Regions from separate parts of the Mus musculus genome. Here region 2 is linked to region 1. A link is a contact called in public Hi-C data. All regions are on one chromosome and are shown on one strand. Each heading gives the region's core, a stretch centred on a gene start, on an enhancer-like site or on the middle of the called end of the contact. The rest is flanking DNA. Distances are from core to core; before and after follow the strand shown. Region 1 overlaps Gm34516 (a long non-coding RNA gene). Region 2 has its middle 140 kb from the start of 1700048O14Rik.

Region 1 (4,543 bases), core at 2,042-4,541:
GTCTTCAGATTGGTAAAAACTAATCACTAAGTTAATGCATTTCCAAAGGGCTCACTTGATAGTCACAAGGATGCTAGGCCAGATACTGAGGTAGGCATGAATGCCTACTAAGAGAGCCAAAGGTAGCCCAAGCTACGTGGTAATTAGGCTGCAGACCTTACAGCCCCCTTTCAGAGTCTTCACATTTCACCCTACTGCCCTGCAACTGGAGAAGTCTGGGCAAGAAGACATGCTCTAAGATGGGGTCCAAAGTGAAAAGAACCCCTTCCCCCCTTTAATTGTCTCTTCCCATCCTGAGTCACCATGGAGATGGATCAGTTTTGGTCTCAGGAAAACCCTCAGCATTCATCTTGCGCAGAAGGCGCGTGATCTCTGACTTGAGATCTTCCCTGTGCCATTGGACAGCGAAGTAATGAAGGTCCACAGTTCACACAAATGGAATTTCTCCTGGCATTGCTGGCATTGCACGGACGAGGGCTATATTTAAGGAGACAGATACAAGGCTCCCTCCCCCACCCTTTTCCACTAGTGTCAGGGTCATACCAAAGAGACTGGGCTGACTGGGGCCTGACTGTGTTTAGCATGTGTCTCTTTGCAGAGTTAAAATTGCAACTGGACACTGTGATTCTGATTCTTAATTTATTTATTTTTTTCCCAAAAGGAGTTGCCTTTTCCTCTTAGAGTAAATCATGGCTTATTCCGAAGTCAAAGTAGTTTGGTTTTGTTTAATCTAGTGAATACTTAAAATTATTGGGCTTAATGATTTTCAAGAGGCCATCTACTTGAGGCCTGTAATTTGATAGATAAGAAAGCAGAGATGAGAAGGATTAAAGAATTTTTCTGGGTTTCACTTCCTCCAGGTCTAGAATGCTGTTCCTCTGTCCTCTGGCTGAGGCCACCTGAGGAGAATTCTCCTTTCTCTGGCTATCAGCCCATCCTGCTTCCTCACTGTTCCTAAGCTCTGCTTCTGTCTCATTGGAAATGGGTGTGAAGTCAGTCTTCCCATCTGAACCCCAAAGAAAAGGCAGGCAGAGCCTTGCTTACTGTGTTTGGGAGGCTCCATCCATTCTGACTGCCTGTTTCCTGATTGTGGTTAACCCTTGTGTGTGTGATGCGCAGGGAAAGCAAAGGGCATTCTGTGGGGCTCTGAGAGCATGTGCCTGCCAGCTCGGGAAGTTCCCAAGGGAGAAGGGGCAGGGACAACAGTGCAAGTGACTCCTTTACCCCCCAAGGAGTTAGCAGGTGAGTCAACAAAACCTGGGATCAGTGATACCAGAAGTTGTTGATTGCCCTGGGCCACCTAAAGTAGAGGCAAACATACTACATAAATTTTAAGCCCTATTTCTTTTTCTAGGTAGCAGATTTCAAGTTAAACTCCATAGATAATAAGATGATCTGAATGTATGGATGAAAACGTATAGAAAACATTAGTGCATAGAAATGAAGCAGACTTCTTACTTTTTTCTGCCATGAATCATAGTTCTTGTTTTTGTATACATTAATGTATACATTCATTTATTATACTTCTATGAATTAATGTATTATTCTCTTTCTTATTGGTGTTCTGTCAAAAATGCCATTACTATCCACATTGTTAAATCTTCCTGGGGTGGAGTTTTTGGCTGTTGGATAATAGAATATACAATGCTCTTACTTTGGCAAAGTGACTCCTGGATTAAACACTGCTCAAACCATCATTTATCTCAGGGATGTTTAGCATTTTGATACTGCTTATCAAATATTAATAATATTATTGATAATATTATTACTGTGTATTAAATATCGTTACTGGGAAGTAACGATATTTACTATTCATGGAAAAGATATTCATATACTATTTGCTTCAATCATCGTCTTTTACCCTAGGAATGTCTCAGCATTTAAAAGCTGAGGATTGAGAGGCAGTATGACTCTACCCAGAGTGCATTTAAAAGCTGAGGATTGAGAGGCGGTATGACTCTACCCAGAGTGCACAGCTCACGATGAGAGCTGAGACTTTTGAACTTCATTTAAAAATTTTTCCTTCCAACCATTTCAGAATTTGCAGCCAAGGACACACACAGACTCTTGGGTGTGAACTTCCATGTAGCATGTAAGTTACCAAACAGGGATCTCGGCACACATTAATTGGATTTAGCCACTTGAGAATTTCTGGTACCAACTGTGTTAACATCTCTGTGGTGTTTAAAAATAAATCCCCCTTATCTTTAGATTTGCCATGGTGAATGTCACAAAAATCGTGTAATAGGTTCATCATCTGTTTATTAGATAGTAGTCTGACTGAAAGGCAGGCCGTTTTCCAGTGTTGGGGACACTTTTTGTGGAAGTGACAGTGTTGACTGTTTGGAAGGCTCTGTTTATATACCTCTTGTAAGTAAGACTCAAATTATATGCAAATGAATGAAATTTGGTGTGAAACCATAGTCACAATTGACACACACACACACACACACACACACACACACACACACACACACTTAGGGGCTCCATTAGTGACAAATAGATTTGAAATGACTGCCCATAGGAATCCTACTTTATGTTTACATGGTGACCTGATCTCTGCAATCCTTCCTTTACAAAGAACATTTTTACCCATTACCCCTAAGGGCTTCAGGTTGTTTTCACTAGTAATTAGCATTACATATAAGCTCCAATTGGTCTCAAAACATTTTCAGTGTGAGGTTCTCTCCATTAGAGACTCATCATTTTTTTTTCTTAGTTCTGCCCTGGTTTTTGGATTACGTTGTGAGAAACAGCTGTGTTTCTCTGTTAGCATGATGTGAAAATTTCCTTCGTAAAGGACCAGAAACAGAGAGGAAGGAAAGACAAGGGAAGAGACATAAAGAAAGACAGCAAGTGTGAGAGACATACAAGAGAAATGGTATTTAAAAAAAAAAAAAGACAAGGAAGGAAAAAGAAAGGGAGGAAGGTCCATGGAAGATAAAGATGGAATGGCGGGAAGAGAAATTGACAGAGGGGAACATCGGAGAGCAAGCAAGGGCGAGAAAGAGAAGGAAAGAAACCAAGAAAGCAGCGCTTAAACTCCTTCTGGGCCCAGCAGGAAGCTGGCAAGAAGGAATTTGCAGCCAGAGCGACATATTATCCAGAACCGGGAGTTGAACCTAATTGTAAGCAGACCCTGCCCATCCCCTCCGGATGAGTGATGGACTCCTGGCATGTGACCTGGCTTGGCAATCTCCACCCCCTGTCCGGGCTGCCACAAGGAGATACGTAATGTCTAGAGTGATGGGAAAGTCATGCCTGCAGATGGTACAGATGGAGCTGCCTCATAAAATGACTCACTGTGAATCCTCACCGAAATCTCCGCTATAAAAATGATAATGGAAAAAGCACAAGAAAGGCTAAACGGGCTTGAAAGAAATTCGTTCCAGCTTGTGTAACTCCCCTCAAAGTTATTTATTTATTTATTTTTTATTTCTAAAGACCCTATTAGAAAATACCAGCAAGACAATACATCCTTTGCCTCCCAGCTATAGCCCACCCCCCACCTTCTTTTTGACATCAGTGTGTAAGTGAAGGCATCAAGAAGAACAGAGGAAGAAAGGAAGAATATTGGATGGAGATGTAAGAATTATTTATTAAGCAGGGAGCTAGTGTTCTGGTTAGGAAGGGCTGGGAGGCCGTTTCAAGGGAAAAGGAGTGGTGTTTTGGATGGAAAGAAGTCAGGCTCTCGGGAAGATGCAGCTCTGTTTGGTTGGTGTCTGCAGTAGGATGGTGCCAAAGTAGAGGGAAGCCTCTTAGAGAGAGGCCATACACTGGACAGACAGACGGAGGCATGCTGCAGAGCTGGGCATGCTGCCGAGCTGGGCATGCAGACCTCTGTTGCAAGATGAGGATGTTTTAAAATGCCAAGAGCATGGTACTCTTAAAAGGACCTTCTACGAAGTCATCCAAGGCCATGAGGTTTCTTCACATGGCCTCAAATATAGTTCAGTTTGCTATATGGACACTGACAGAATTTGAAGCTGTTACTTGGAGGGCATTGTTAGAGATGTCCAACTCTTTATGCCTGCTGGCAGTGTTTGGATTTCCTTATGGGTTAGTTGGGACAGTTACAGGATGGAGGAGCAGGAACAGATAGCCTAGACCTTGGCTAGTCCTTGAATGCTGGTATTTAGGGTATGACTGAGAATCAGTTCAAAGAGAAGAGTTTAGAATGAGGTACATCTACTACACTGATGCTGAGTGCAGGTGGATCAAAAGTGGTGTGTACACACAGTGTACACTGGAGTCAGCTGCAGGTTAGAACTGGTAGATGACAGGTCATGGATATCTTACTCATGGATTGAAGCTATGTAGTGTTCCTGTTTAGAATAGAATACCATGTTTATAGTATATAGCATGGTTGAAATTCTTGGTGGGAGACCAAGGCTAATATTGCCCATTCTATGGAGCAATAGTGACTTAGGTAAGGGGTGGGGAATTTAGAGAGAGATGGGACAGCAGGAAGAATGTAGTGGTAGATAAGTGCCTGGGACCTTTCAGAAAACAGAACCAAGTTGATATGGCTCATGAAATGATT
Region 2 (5,203 bases), core at 238-2,737, 380 kb after region 1:
GCCTACAACTCCCTCCCCTACTTGGGAAACCAGCTTTAAGTCAACACCAGCACTCCCACCTTCAGTACCATCTTGGCTTCCCCCTCCATAGTAGCCGGAATTACAAGGTATTTTCTTCACTGTTGAGTACTACATTCTGAAATAGAATCTTTAGGTGAAACAGTGGTCTTATATTCATTTTATTTATTAAGCTGGACAAAACTAATAATATTGCTATGTCTAGATTCTCTCTTGATTTAAAAATTAATATCCTAAAATTTTATACAGTTGCCTCTAGCCCTGGGTGGCTAGCCATGCCTGCTGTATAGTGAATGATTTATTGTCAGGTTTTGATTTCTGAATCTAAGAACGTCTTCAACTGCTGGCCTATTGGCTAACCCAGTGGTACTGAAACCAAACAAAGAACACAAGAGGGATGCTTTAGATGTGTGTGGTTTTCTTTACTGTAGGCATAGCTGTCTCTGGTAAAGGCTGAAGATTTCAACTGCAAGAGGTGAGACTATCCATTATTAATGAATGATAAAGGTCACGTGGACTGTTAGAAGTACCCTTCAAGAGCTTTGGTCTTCCCGAAAAGCCCACAGACTGTGTACAGAGAGATCCTTCTTCACTCACCCCTCAGGTTAAAAACAAACAAACAAACAAACAAACAAACACTTTCTTTTGATAAATAAAAAAATGATGATACCAAAAGGAGAGAGATTTAAAATATTTATCTGAACCTGTATAGTGTTTTGGCTTTGAAGAATTTAAATCACTTTGTGAGAAGCATTTGAACTGGGACATCCCCTGAGAATGGATCCAAAACTATATATCTATCCCCAAGTCTGCTGCAATCAACCTCACCTTTAGTTTGCTCATCTTTCTTAGATCTCCTTTTAAGGTATGGACTCTCCCATCCCATATCTCTAATACCTGAGCAGGTGTGGGGCCCTGAGGCTTAAGGTAAGGATGAATCTAGGAGATGACATGAAAGATGCCAGAGGTTCAATGCAAGGCCAACCCAAAAAGGCTGATGGGATTGGAGCTAAGAGAAGTCCAAAGTAGACCCAAGGAGTTGGGGGAGTAGATAGAGGGTGAGAATGGGTTAGAAAATGCAGTAGAATTCAAGTTTGTGTTAAAAGCTAAATGCTGATGTCTCCAGCAATGTCATCACATTCCTCTGAAACAATTCATAGTGTCTGAGCCCAGGAAGGAGTAAAGGTAGGTTTTAGCTAACAAGAGTAACATTTAAGTCACAGTAGAGAAAACATTAAATTGTCTGCAGATAAACACAGATCTCCATACTTGCCAGTAAAACCCCAGTGGAGTCCTGCAAATGTCCTTGGAAAGTTAGGACAAATAGACGTTTCCTTGGAAAGAAACTAAAGCAACAAGTAAGAGGCATCTTCATCTACCTTCGAGTGGCATCCCTTCCGAGATCTGCTCCCCTGCCCCCCTCCTTAGTACCAGTCTGTCCTGAGCAACAGAGCCACCTAGTGGCTCTACAGGAAACATTGTATCCCAGAGTTGCTTGTGCTTTTAATGTGCTGCCTTCAGAATCCCCCTGTCCTGTTCTCTCATTCAGACCCTGGTCCCTATTCCCAGGGCTTGGCCAGCAGGCCTATGGGTGAGGACTGGGAGTTTTCATTTCTAATAATTCCCAGGGGGAAAAGTACCGGAGTTCTGTCTTTCTGGGCATCACACTTTGTGAGTCCCATGTTATAATAATGCTCTTTTATCTAAAGATACTCACAGACTGTACTCCATAACTTAGTAATTCTGCTGAGCACAGGTCAGTTAATTTCACACTGTAAGTCAATAAAGTGAATATAATATAATATTATGTTATGTAATATTATATATGTATATATATATATACATATATATATATCCACATTTTTATAGCACATCTTATTTAATTTTTACTCATGGCATCACAGCAAAAAAAATTCTTCATGCTTTTTATCCTATCTTTCCTTTTCTCTATCTTCATTATAATTGATATTCAAAAAGGAAGGAGTAGGTGGCATGTTCTGATGAACATGAGTAGTTAGCACATCTGATTAAGTAAATAACACCACAGGATTTGAAATTGGCTAATTACCATGATACCCCGAAGCTTTAGAAAGAGTTCAATTATTTATATTGTCACTAAAGTTCCTACTTGATGCCACATCTTCCTTTAATTAAAATTTGTTTTTAATAGAAAATATGCAGAGCAGAAAAAGGGTTTTTGCTGTTATTAACTGTATTTTGTTGAATATATGATTGCTTAGGGAGACTTGGTGGGGGGGGACCATCAGCATAGCTTCTAATCTTATTTCTATGTGGATTCTGATCTTAAAGAAAGCTCAGCTTATACACAGACACTTGGAACTTACCCACTTATGAGATGAGGAACAAGAATCCTCAGAGGAGAACATGGCAATGTAGCTGTGTACATCTAAGAATCAAAGATGAGAGTTCTAAAACACACACACACACACACACACACACACACACACACACACATGCACACGCATGCACACACAGAAGAGGTGGATCCACAATGCCTATAATTTTTATTCAGAGCCCAGTAGAAAGGGTGGGCTACACTGTAAGCAAGCATCAGTGGCCACAGTGGCATCTTGGAAGGGACAGTCAGAAAATAAACCAAACAAACATCTGTTCCCCTCTGGTGGTGTCACCTCTTTATAAGAACACAACTCCCAGAAGCTTTGGGAGACATTGATGCATGGGCTGGTCCTTCAGAGCCAGAGTGCAATCCATCAGGCTTCCCCCAGAGCTTCTGTCTCCGAGACTAGGAAGTGGAAAGCCGGATGTCTCTTCAGTGAGATGAAAGTCATGTAAAGGGTGCCCTCAGCCACCTTTGCCAGTGTCTCCATAGCCAGAGTGATTTTATAGGCCAAGTGGAAAAATACTGACAACTAACTTCTAAACAAAGGCTTTCTTTGAAGTTAGCTAGGGAAGTGGACTCAAAACATTTGTATATATGGTTAACACAGAGAAAATGTTTTCCCTCCTCTTCTTCTCTTCTAGAAACATCCAGACACTTTGACAAAGCAGAACCATAAATATGGAACATTTACGTAGTAGGATCTCTGTCACCAGATAGCTCTTAGATCTCTGGAGGAGATCTCTGATGAAAAATAAGGAAAGCCATTTGGTAAACTACGGTATTCCTGGTTTTTAAATCTGATTTGTAACTTTTCCCACCAGGAAAGATGGAAGAATCCTGGTTTTGTTCTGACTTCAGCTCTCATATGCAACATAAACAGCTCAAGACCCCATAAGGAATGAAGTTTGTAGTTTACCCTTCCTAAAGGTGAGCATTATCCCCTTTCCTAGTACATGGCTATGTTCCATGTATCTACCTCATAGCTCTTGAGACCCAGAGCTCCAACAATGTTTATCTCTGGGACTGAAAGTCTTTGAAGATAAGAGTCTGTGACCATCTATTCTCTGGTCCTGCGCAGCCCCTGGAGGGCTTCTTATTAGGCTCCTATAAGGTTCCTAAAACATGGTTTTCTAGATCAGGCACTGTGCTAATCAGAATAGAGGATGCCAATCATGTGTTAATCAGAATCCAAACACAAATGAGCAAGCATCATATTGGGTGCAGTGAAAACAAACTCATCAAAGCCGAGACTGTTTGGCTTTGTCAAAGGGGCGCTGAGTATCTGTTAGACTTCATGCCTGTTCATATCTGATGCTTATCAGTATACACACCTGCGACCATCATTAAACCGTTTATGATAAGCAGGTGGTCTAAAATCTAGGGCAAACTTTGAGACCTTAGAGGTATGACAAGTCTCCCCTTAGGCTCAAGGGACTTTCCAATGGGAGGTCACCTTTGCCTTCAAGGCAGGATTGCTACTATCCCTTAGAACTTTTAGCAACCAATGTCTGACAGTTCCACACAGCCCCAACAGCCTCAGACTGATGAGCAGCCAGTGGGTCCAGGTCTCTAGTGTAGAATAACCATGCACTTCCCTGTCAGCAGATAGCAATCTGAATCTATCATGGCAGGAAGAATATAAGCATATCCGAAAAACAGCTGCTGCCCTCAGGATCCAACACCCTAAAACAAGAATTCTAGCATCTCTGGTATATTTTTTAGTTCATGTCCCCAAAGGTTGAAAATAACTCTTTACATTACTTATGTTTCTATCTTATAACCCCAGGAGGGAAAATATCTATCAAATTTAGTATATGCATTTAGTTGTGGCACCTTAAGATTTAGCCATATCATTTGTAGTTAAAACATAGTAACCTTTGAAATCATTTTAAACGGGGGTAGCTCTCTGCCAGAGACATGATGTGAAACAGGGCCAAAGATTTCAAGCTGGTAAATCAGGGAGGGGGGGTCAGCTTGATCAGAATGAGTGTAACAGATCGGAGCTTACCTCAGCTCAGATTAGCCTCTTAACTGTGTCTGCAGAGGTCCCAAATCTGGGCTTGCAGAAATAAAAATGTGTAATAGAGCAGAACCTCGGGGGAGAAATAATAAAAAGGACCGAGTTGCATAAAGAAAAATGAGCCTGATGACCACGGCTCTATAGTCAGGTGACTGGAGGCTGGAGTTGGCAGGGGAGAGCAAAGAGGGAAACATTTTTGTTCCATGCCAATCCAAAGGGCAGATTCATTTCACTTGTATATACTAAGTCCAGATCCCAGTGACAATTTGCATTAGTCGGGAACAGCTGCTTATATGTCAGGTAACAATAGCCTTGGCCGACCTCAGAATGAACAACTGTGGACTGCACAGTGGTGTCAATTGCATTCCACGCTCTTGGAAAGCTTCGGAAAAGTTGTGTGAAAACTCCTGAGCTAGGCTTCGCCTTCCCGAAAGCACTTTCCAAGTCTTTGGAAGGGAGAAGGAGGGTAGGACAATGGTCATCAGGCATGGGCCAAGGGTATCTTTCTAGATACAGGTCTGTAGGTAGTTCTTGGAATAAGGGATGTCTATGAAGCTATACATTGCAGGGTAATGCTCCAGTTTGCTTGGTCCTGGGAAATGGCCAGGATGTGGAGAGATTTTGCACAGGCTGAGCAAGGAAATTGAATTGTAGGGGTTCCTTCCTCTGGGTTTGTCATGTATTTGGATTATTCCTGTCACTTAATGTTGCAGTGGAAACGTTCAAGTCTGCGTCAAGATCTACAGGGTGTGGATGAAAGAGCACACTAGCCCAGTGTTTACAATACACAAGAGTCACTCAAT

What was found. Hi-C and Micro-C count contacts between places; a contact is called where the count stands out from the background.
Region 2: a contact with region 1 is called in a Hi-C map of muscle stem cells, with 3 times the contacts expected there. The contact joins two enhancer-like sites. A contact is called at or near these places in 3 of 484 Hi-C or Micro-C datasets (muscle stem cells, nephron progenitors and ventricular fibroblasts).

Annotation. Positions count from the first base shown.
Region 1 is chr19:25,802,355-25,806,897 of GRCm38.p6, forward strand. All of the region lies in intron 2 of Gm34516 (a long non-coding RNA gene), which reads left to right. Among named protein-coding and RNA genes, the nearest start is that of Gm34516, 29 kb to the left of the region's middle. Within about 2 kb of position 3,292, at least 10 of the 459 cell types and tissues checked have an H3K27ac peak or open chromatin away from gene starts, as enhancers often do. A contact at or near this core is called in muscle stem cells, where this site is marked.
Region 2 is chr19:26,180,509-26,185,711 of GRCm38.p6, forward strand. No RefSeq gene overlaps it. Among named protein-coding and RNA genes, the nearest start is that of 1700048O14Rik, 140 kb to the left of the region's middle. Within about 2 kb of position 1,488, at least 1 of the 459 cell types and tissues checked has an H3K27ac peak or open chromatin away from gene starts, as enhancers often do. A contact at or near this core is called in muscle stem cells, where this site is marked.